Regions from separate parts of the Mus musculus genome. Here region 1 is linked to region 2. A link is a contact called in public Hi-C data. All regions are on one chromosome and are shown on one strand. Each heading gives the region's core, a stretch centred on a gene start, on an enhancer-like site or on the middle of the called end of the contact. The rest is flanking DNA. Distances are from core to core; before and after follow the strand shown.

Region 1 (4,573 bases), core at 856-3,355, 770 kb after region 2:
TGTAAAGGTACCCTTCTCTTTTCTCTGTTGTCATTCCAGCCTTCTCTTTAGCCAAAGCTCATTGTGTGTGTGTGAGGTCTTTCCTATTGCTTGTAACACCTATCATCTGTGTCCTATTTATTTATTTAGCCTGGTTTCATGTATCACACACCCCCTTTAAGATGGATTGCTTTCGTTTGTATCATGTTTCCATTTGCTTATGCTATTTGTAGCAATATTCATTGTGCTTTTATTCCATGTTAATTCAGCTGCATAACTCCTTCAGCCTCTTCATCCCTACCAGCAGAATCACTCTCCAATTCCTGTTTTGTCACTAATCAGCTTACAATCCTTTACTGGCTCCCCGGTGCTCTTTAGCTTCCAAACTCCTTTGGCATGACTCACAAGGCTCTTGATCTGGAGCCTGCTGTCTAGTTTTGCTTCCTTTCTGAATACGTGAAAACTGGAATTCTGAACTCTAGCCAGAAAAAGCCACCTTTACCAGTGGCTTTATTTCTCTTGTTCTTGCTCTCAAATCTTAAATATTTTTCCCCCAAGAAATTTTAGCTCTCTTCATTAACTTTTACATGCCAGAGCTTAACTTATATATGACTGCTTGCTGGAAGCCTTACTGTCTTTCTCTTGTTCATCTATGCCCCAACTCTACATATTTCTCAGCTCACAGGATGTTATTTCTCTATCTTATTTACTCCTTCCATTTGCCTGTTTAGTAGTCTGTATGTCTACTATATACTAGCCATAGTTAGGCAGGTAGCTCAATATCTCGAAGGTTCTTCAATCAAATGTGATAAATCAATCAATTGATTATGCAGTTAGTCCATGCAGAATAAATTGCTAAATGGGACTGTAATATTCTCAAGCAATTCTGTAGATCAGTGGTTTCTCAACCTATGGGTAGGAAAAACTGTAATTTTAACGAATCCCCCCCCCCTTTTTTTTTGCTTGTCTCATTTTTTGCCCCTCAAGTAGCCTAATTTTCTCCAATTTTACTTTCATCTAATGTCTGTTAACAAGTGTTCTGATGTGAACTTGGCTTTTGGTAAAGGAACTTATTTGTGGCTTTTGTATTATCTTTTCTTCTCTCCTTACTACATTATGATTCATAACTGCAAACTTACAGTTATGATGTAGTAACAAAAATAATTTTATGGTTGGGAATCACCACAACATGAGGAACTGTATTAAAAGATTGCAACATTAGGAAGGCTGAGAACAACTGCCATAGTTGAAGGGCTTCTTGGAGGGATGTTTTGAGTCACTGTCTTGCTATGTAACCCTATATGGCAGGACTCCTGCCTGACCCTTCTGAAATTACCAGGAAGTAGCAGGGGTCTTTCCTTCAAACTAGGCAGTTAAGCAAGAAATTTTATGAAATAGTAGTATCCTGACAGATTACCTTATCTCCATTTGTTCATACTTTCTCATTTATGCTGGTTCTTTATAGTAGAGTCTGTGTCATCATGGCGCTCCTTGCTGCTTTATTTTCCTTATGAAGTAACCACATCCAAATTTTCCCTTCCTGTCTCCAGCTGTCAGTGTCCACTTCCTGTCTCCAGCTGTCAGTGTCCACTTCCTGTCTCCAGCTGTCTGTCAGTGTCCACTTCCTGTCTCCAGCTGTCAGTGTCCACTTCCTGTCTCCAGCTGTCAGTGTCCACTTCCTGTCTCCAGCTGTCTGTCAGTGTCCACTTCCTGTCTCCAGCTGTCAGTGTCCACTTCCTGTCTCCAGCTGTCAGTGTCCACTTCCTGTCTCCAGCTGTCTGTCAGTGTCCACTTCCTGTCTCCAGCTGTCAGTGTCCACTTCCTGTCTCCAGCTGTCTGTCAGTGTCCACTTCCTGTCTCCAGCTGTCAGTGTCCACTTCCTGTCTCCAGCTGTCTGTCAGTGTACACTTCCTGTCTCTAGCTGTCAGTGTCCACTTCCTGTCTCCAGCTGTCTGTCAGTGTACACTTTCTGTCTCCAGCTGTCTGTCAGTGTCCACTTCCTGTCTCCAGCTGTCAGTGTACACTTTCTGTCTCCAGCTGTCAGTGTACACTTCCTGTCTCCAGTTGTCTGTCAGTGTACACTTCCTGTCTCCAGCTGTCTGTCAGTGTACACTTCCTGTCTCCAGCTGTCTGTCAGTGTACACTTCCTGTCTCCAGCTGTCTGTCAGTATATACTTCCTGTCTCCAGCTGTCAGTGTACACTTCCTGTCTCCAGCTGTCATTGTATACTGCTGTACTGGCTGGTTTTGTGTCAACTTGACACAGCTGGAGTTATCACAGAGAAAGGAGCTTCAGTTGGGGAAATGCCTCCATGAGATCCAGCTGTAAGGCATTTTCTCAATTAGTGATCAAGGGGGAAAGGCCCCTTGTGGGTGGTGCCATCTCTGGGCTGGTAGTCTTGGTTCTATAAGAGAGCAAGCTGAGCAAGCCAGGGGAAGCAGTCAAGCTGGTAAGTAACATCCCTCCATGGCCTCTGCATCAGCTCCTGCTTTCTGACCTGTTTGAGTTCCAGTCCTGACTTCCCTTGGTGATGAACAGCAGCATGGAAGTGTAAGCCGAATAAACCCTTTCCTCCCCAACTTGCTTCTTGGTCATGATGTTTGTGCAGGAATAGAAACTCTGACTAAGACAACTTCTGACCCACTTCTATTTAGCTTATTGCTGAGATTGTGTGGCTGATATTACACATACTTCGATATCAATGCATTGTAGATCAGATAGAACAATAAGTACAAAATTTCTTCTTTGTCTCTGTCCCAAAGGCTGTGTGAACAGTAGTGTCATGAATGCATCCTGTAGTAGATGAATGACAGATATTTTTGGCTCAGAAATTTTAGAAATCTCTTCAGCTAACTTTATAGAAGGATTAGCTATCAATGTAACCTTCTCATTAGAAGTTTCAGGGGAAAGGATAAAAAGAAAAATTATAATTCTAATGAATCCCTTTCTTTTCCCATCTCTTCTTCATGCCTCAAGCAGTCTAATTTTTTTCAAATTTTATTTTCATCTGATGGCAGTTGACAAGTATTCTGAAGCAAGCATGGCTTTTTGGTAAATATTTCTTATTTATGGCTTTTGTATTATCCTTTCTTCTCTCCTTATGTATGTAGTATATGTGTCTAGTAAGTTTCATGGAAATAAAATTATTGTTAAAAATCTTTGCAACCAAGAAATAATTTGTAGAAAAATAAAATCAGCATCAACTATTGATCCATTTTCAGTGTAGTCACTCAAATAGCATTTGGTGACAAAAACTGTGGACGCAGATATTGCCATCCAGTGGAATGTCATTGTAGGATGTATTTTCTCTAGGCTAGGTCCCTCTTCCCGCACGGATATTACAGTTTCACCTACGAAGTGTATGAGATAGTTAATAATTTTCTTTTCCATGTTGGAAACTGGGGAGGTTAACAGTAGCTACTCCAGTTTCTCCTAACAGGGTGTCAGCTCCTTCAGGCCAAAGGGAGTGACTTGCATCATCTTCTTCCCTGCATATGTGCATTTGTGTATGGTAATTTTCAGGAAAAGCATGTGAACTTGAAATACCTGGGAAGGGCTACAAATTTCCTGACCTCTCGTTTAACATTCTTTTCATTGCACTCTTTTGCTTTATAAACAGAGCATTACCAATTGGAAGTGGGCTCTGTATTAAATCTGACTTACTACCCATAGCCTTGGGCAGCATGTGATTTCTAAATAGGCATGGGGTTAGAGTGGAAAGGGAATTTTGCATCAATCACATCTCAAACTTTTGTTTATAGCCACTCTAGTTGATTTTTGGCTCTTCTCATTCTTAACAAAATCCAGGTCATTACCAAGATGTAGATTATAACCAGCACTGTTGATCTTAGGCCAAAACTTGGACTAGCTAATGACTTTCTGCTGCCACCATGTTTTAGTTTCAGCAACTAATCATGGCCAAGATTAATAATGGGCAAGATTTCATATTGCCTTCAGGGAAATATGTGAGGTGTTGAAATGGAAGGAGGCAAAGGGGGATATGGAGTATAAGGGGAAACTTGCCATTGACTGAGGAGAATGCATATGTACCTATAAGATACATGCACTGTAGATATGTGCATACATCTATATTGTACATAATCACTATGTTACAAAGCAGAATAACTCATTAGGAACTTGCAAGCAGCATGGTTAAAAAGATGCTGATCATCTGAACACAAGAGTGCATTAGGAACGGGTGTCAGACCAAACACCTAAGAGCAGGTACTTACTACATTTCATTCACATGAATATAAGGTGGTTTTTTAATTATTTAACTACTCTTGTGCAGAAAATATACGTATTGATTTAATCCAATTTTCTGAATTGATGATTGAACATTTGTGTAACTGACATGGCAAGATTTTCTATACTACATATTAAATCAACCCCATATACTATTCTTAATATCTTAGTTCCTACACATTTATCTTTAGATCATAGTATATAAAGAGTACATTTTAATATTTCAACTTTCTGAAACAGAAAAATTTGGAATAAAAACCTTAGTCTACTTTCTAAAGTTCAAATTGAACGTAATTTTGTGAATAGTTTTCTAAATAATTTTGTAAATATTTGGTATCATCACAAGTTT
Region 2 (4,599 bases), core at 12-2,511:
TTAGGCCTTTGGCTTCCTTGGGCGTGAAGACCACCTAGAACTCAGTCAACATTTTGAGAACTCCCCTTGCTCCCGCGGCGTCTTTTTGTGGGCATTTCTTTGTCCCTATCCTGTACAGAACGCACGGTGGCCTGTCTTCCACTGCTTGCCCATGCATCGGGCTGAGTGTGTGAAAAGGACACACCTGTCCTGTTCTGCCTGTAGGAATGATATTGCCTCTCAGGTTCGTTTGTGCTGATGCTTCCCCCACCTGGATGCTGTCTCTAGGTTACTCGGGCCTGAATCAGGAACAGCCCACTCCGCTCCTCTGTTTTCGGAGGACACAGAGAAGTTCTGAGTGTGCTATCCTCAGTCTCTATACTGGGCCTCAAGGCTGAGACGCAGCTCTGCTTTTCTATCCTGCCTTCAAAATGGGAGTGGATGAAGACATCACACACACCTGTTGCCCCTAGGGAAACTCTCCCCAAATGTTCAACTCCTTAGTTTTTCTAATTTTAACTTTTTTTGTGGCAAATAGTGGGCATGAGGGGTGAATGTCGCAGGCTGATTCCTTTGCTGATTCTGACATACATGGACATGGAATTATATTTTTTTTTACTAGGACAGTAATTGTCATTTTCTAGCATTAAAAACTTAGACCAAAGTAGTTCCATGCTAAAAACCTTTCATGCTTACATTTTAAAACATGTTAACTTGTCCAGACCATGAAAAGAAAAATATCCCCCAAAGGAACTTCTGAGAATTGACATTAAATATTTGCTTTACATTCTCAATGTTTGCAGGAAGCAAATTTTCTGTGCTTTTAAGTTTATTTTCTGATTGTTTTTGCTATTTTAATGTTACATTCTGCTCCAAGAATGTGGTCTTAATTGACAACATGTGTCTTTAGGAAGTCAGTTCAGGGGACCAATTATGTTGTAAATCACGGATTACACTGAGTCATGTTTCATCCACAAAATTCCAAGTTGGCGCTCAATGTAGAGACAATAGAGATGAGCATGTAGAGACAATGGAGATGAGCATTGCTTTGCACATGGAACTCCGAAGAGTCCTCAGGGAGACTAATACTTTCTTGGAGGCACAAGGTGTTGCTCTCTGGTATTCTTCACCGTAGCTGTGAAAAGAAAGCAAACACTTGTCCGCACTTTCTTCCACTTTCCCACCCTTGGCTTCCCCTAGAAATAAAAAGGTCTTCCATGTTGAATGAAACCTTAATCCGGGTTCCAACTCTGTGAGTCAGTAGATGACCACCAGGGGGCAGTTATGTTAAGCTTGTGGGCTTCCGTCTGCGGGCATGGGGACTTATGGAAGGTTTCAGAGCAGGATAGTGACCTGCTCTGAAGATGAAATTGGCAGGCAAAGTGAAAGAGAAATAAAGGCAGAGCCAGATCCCGGGGCTGCATGACTCTGAGGAGAAGTGGTGCAGCGGCCCTGGGGAAGATACATCAGCAGAGAACAGCATTCTGAGATAACGCTGGAAGAAGTGTTAAGGGAGTTGGAGGGTGGGTGGCTATGGAGGGAGACTAGACACGGAGAGCAAGTTTTCTGTGCCTGGGATGTTTATTTCGAAGATGATAATTCTGAGTTATTGCTGCTTAGGCATTACCCCTTTATATGAAATCCATTTCGTTGAAGTAAAATTAATAAAAATTTAAAGTGTATTTTTGAAATTGTCATTCTTCAAAAGTCTCCTAGAATACTTAAAGTATCAGTCTCTGACATTTGTGGAGGATTCAGGATTAAAGTGTCAGCTGGTTCTGTGCGAGCATGTGTGTGTGTGTGTGTGTGTGTGTGTGTGTGTGTGTGTAGAGGAGGGGGGCAAATGTGATGTCTGCCTTCCTTTGTTAGTTATCATGTTTTTCTCCTTTATTAAATCACAGATAGTTGGAGAAAGAGGGCCCCGATCTGCCTTTCTAGTCTGATTTACAGTCACTAGCCAGTGGAGAATTATGGGTACATGTCTCAGGAGACCTTTGTGTTAATACATAAATCCACATTATGTCAGAGCACTTACACCTCGACATTTTAACAGAATGGAGAGTAAATGCAATGTTTGCCCAAATATCAGTGAGTTCAGCCCATGATGGTGTTGCATCTTGGAAAGTTTTCGAGCAAGCCCCTGAAAGATGGAAGCTAGAAACCAGACCCTGTCAAACACTGCTGTTAATGTGACCCGTGGATTCTGACGTTTTAAATTTCAGTTTTGCAATTTCTTTTTCCTCTGTCCTTTCACTGGTTCAGCTCTAGCAAAAGTAGATGATGTCAATTACAAAAATAAACACTGAAGCTTGAGGGGTTTGCTATTAGAGAACCTGAAGTTTTGATGTAAGATTCAAGATAAAGAACATCACGCCAGACTTTCCAAATTATGTAATTGGTTCTTAGCAAACAAGCACTTAGGATAAAAAAGTTTCAAAAGCCACATGTGTCTGGTTTCTCTATTATGGTGCCCTGGAGTTTTAAAGCCACCTTCCCCAGGTCCCCACCACACTGATGCGTATTTTCCTGAAGAGTGTCCCTTTCATACAGTTGCGACCACGTGTGTCGTGGCAGTCATCCTCCATGGGATTTCTGATTCACCTTTTCCCACCACCTTGAAAGGCTCTGTCAATCATGAGTTTGGATAAGGCATTCTTTTATATTTTCTAAAATATATTCAGGGCTGCGGAGTTGGCTCAGTAGTTAAGTAGTGTGTTGTACAGCTAGCAACAGTGAGGACCAGAGGTCAGCTTTCTGGCATTTACATCAATGCTGGGGGGGGGGGGGGAGTGGGAGGGGTCTGCTAGTAATTCCAGTGCCTTTACAGCAAAGTCACAGATCCTAGGAGTGAGCTGGACAGCTAGGCTGGCTGAATGGACAACTTTTGGTTTTGAGGGACCATACCTCAGTGAATAAGATGGAGAATAATCAAGAGAAATTCCTTATGCTAACTTCAGGTTTCCACAGGCATGTGCACACACATATACCTCCAAACATATGCAAACGATCACATATGCATATACATTACACACCACATAAACCCCCCCCCCCCATATAGGAAAATGAAGCACAGTCAGAGAATAACCCTTGACAATCCCCCATGATCTCTTCCTTGAATCACTGTGATTGCCTCTAGGCAGTCTCCCTGTATCCACCACTGCCTCTTTACAGCCTGCTTCATAACCTTGATGCAAGGATTCCGGATCCAGCTTATGTCAATTCTTGGCTGAAAATTCTGCCATGGCTCCAGGTTTCAGATTTTAAAAAACTTTCTTTAAAAAAAAAAATAGCTTTACAGCCCTCCTCCTTTCTCTCTTCCCAGTTCCACTTTGGGTACCACCCCACCCTGGAGCATCTTAGTCCCAGCAGGTCTAGGCACATCCTCTCCCAATGAGGCCCAACTAGGCAGTCCAAGTATGGGGTGAGGGGATCCAATGGCAGGGGATAGACACTTAGATAGCTCTCATTCCACTTGGTACGGGAAGCACATGAACACCAAGCTGCAGATTTGCTGCAGATGTATAGGGAGTGTAGGTCCAGCTCCTGCTGGTTGGTGGCCCAGGCTCTGTGAACCCCCATGGTCCCAGGTTAGTTGACTCTGCGGGTCTTTTTGTGGTATCCTTGACCCCTCCAGCTCACTTACTTCTATCCCCCACTCTTCCACAAGTCTCTCTGGGATCCACCTGATGTTTGGCTCTGCATCTGTCTCCATCCGATGCTGGATGAAGGCTCTTGGGAGACAGTTATGCTAGGTTCCTGTCTGCAAGCATAATAGGGGCCTTCAAAGGACCTAGACCTTTTTGCTACTCTGACCTCATCTCCTATGTCTTACCCCTCCTTTAAGGTACTCTGCTTAAACCTGCCTGGAACATTCCAGGCAGAGTAACCACCTCATTTCCGTCAAGCCTTGCTACAATGCTCCCTTCTAGATGAAGCCAACCCCAGTTATCCTTCTTTATGGTTCAACCCGATCTCTACCTTATTGACATCATATTCCTTTGTCCAGTCCATGGTGTGTGTGTGTGTTTCTAATATGTAATATAATTTATTTACTTACTTTGCTTTTAATTTAAAACAACGATCTATAATTTACCACCTATCCATTGGGATGAAGTTTCATATGGACAGAGATTTTTGTCATTTTTGTTCATTGTAATATCATGGCTACCTAAAACCATGGCCAAAACAATGCTTAAGAAAACACAATCACATCTAATAAATACTAAGAGTGCATACTGTCCCTTCAACCACAAAGGTTCATTGGTGAAGCTGACACAGTTTGAGAGTGATGTGGAGATCTGTATCATGTTACTTTAATAATATCGCTGGTGATGATGACAAATTATGTAGAGAGTGTCCTTGTTAGTAGGAAATAAACAAGATGCATCTTGGAGTCATAGAGGATCTGCTAGCATTGGATTTTCTGTGTGCATATGTGTGGTATATGCATATGCGCAAGTATGTGGTATATGCATGTGTGTGCACGTGTATGGTAACACATGTGCATGCATGTGTATGGTATCTGCATATATGAATGTATGTGGCATGTTCATGTGTATGCATGTGTAGTATATGTGTGTGTGCATGTGTGTAGTAGATGCACATGTTCACATGTGTGTA

The links. A called contact is a pair of places that touch in the nucleus more often than the background predicts.
Region 1: a contact with region 2 is called in a Hi-C map of the C2C12 cell line, with 9 times the contacts expected there. The contact joins two enhancer-like sites. A contact is called at or near these places in 3 of 484 Hi-C or Micro-C datasets (the C2C12 cell line, embryonic fibroblasts and uterus), 1 of 115 datasets of contacts at active chromatin or transcription factors (acute myeloid leukemia) and 1 of 9 other capture datasets (embryonic stem cells).

The regions. Positions count from the first base shown.
Region 1 is chr14:106,162,161-106,166,733 of GRCm38.p6, forward strand. No RefSeq gene overlaps it. Among named protein-coding and RNA genes, the nearest start is that of Trim52, 58 kb to the left of the region's middle. Within about 2 kb of position 2,106, at least 54 of the 459 cell types and tissues checked have an H3K27ac peak or open chromatin away from gene starts, as enhancers often do. A contact at or near this core is called in the C2C12 cell line, where this site is marked.
Region 2 is chr14:105,396,365-105,400,963 of GRCm38.p6, forward strand. No RefSeq gene overlaps it. Among named protein-coding and RNA genes, the nearest start is that of 5430440P10Rik, 29 kb to the right of the region's middle. Within about 2 kb of position 1,262, at least 25 of the 459 cell types and tissues checked have an H3K27ac peak or open chromatin away from gene starts, as enhancers often do. A contact at or near this core is called in the C2C12 cell line, where this site is marked.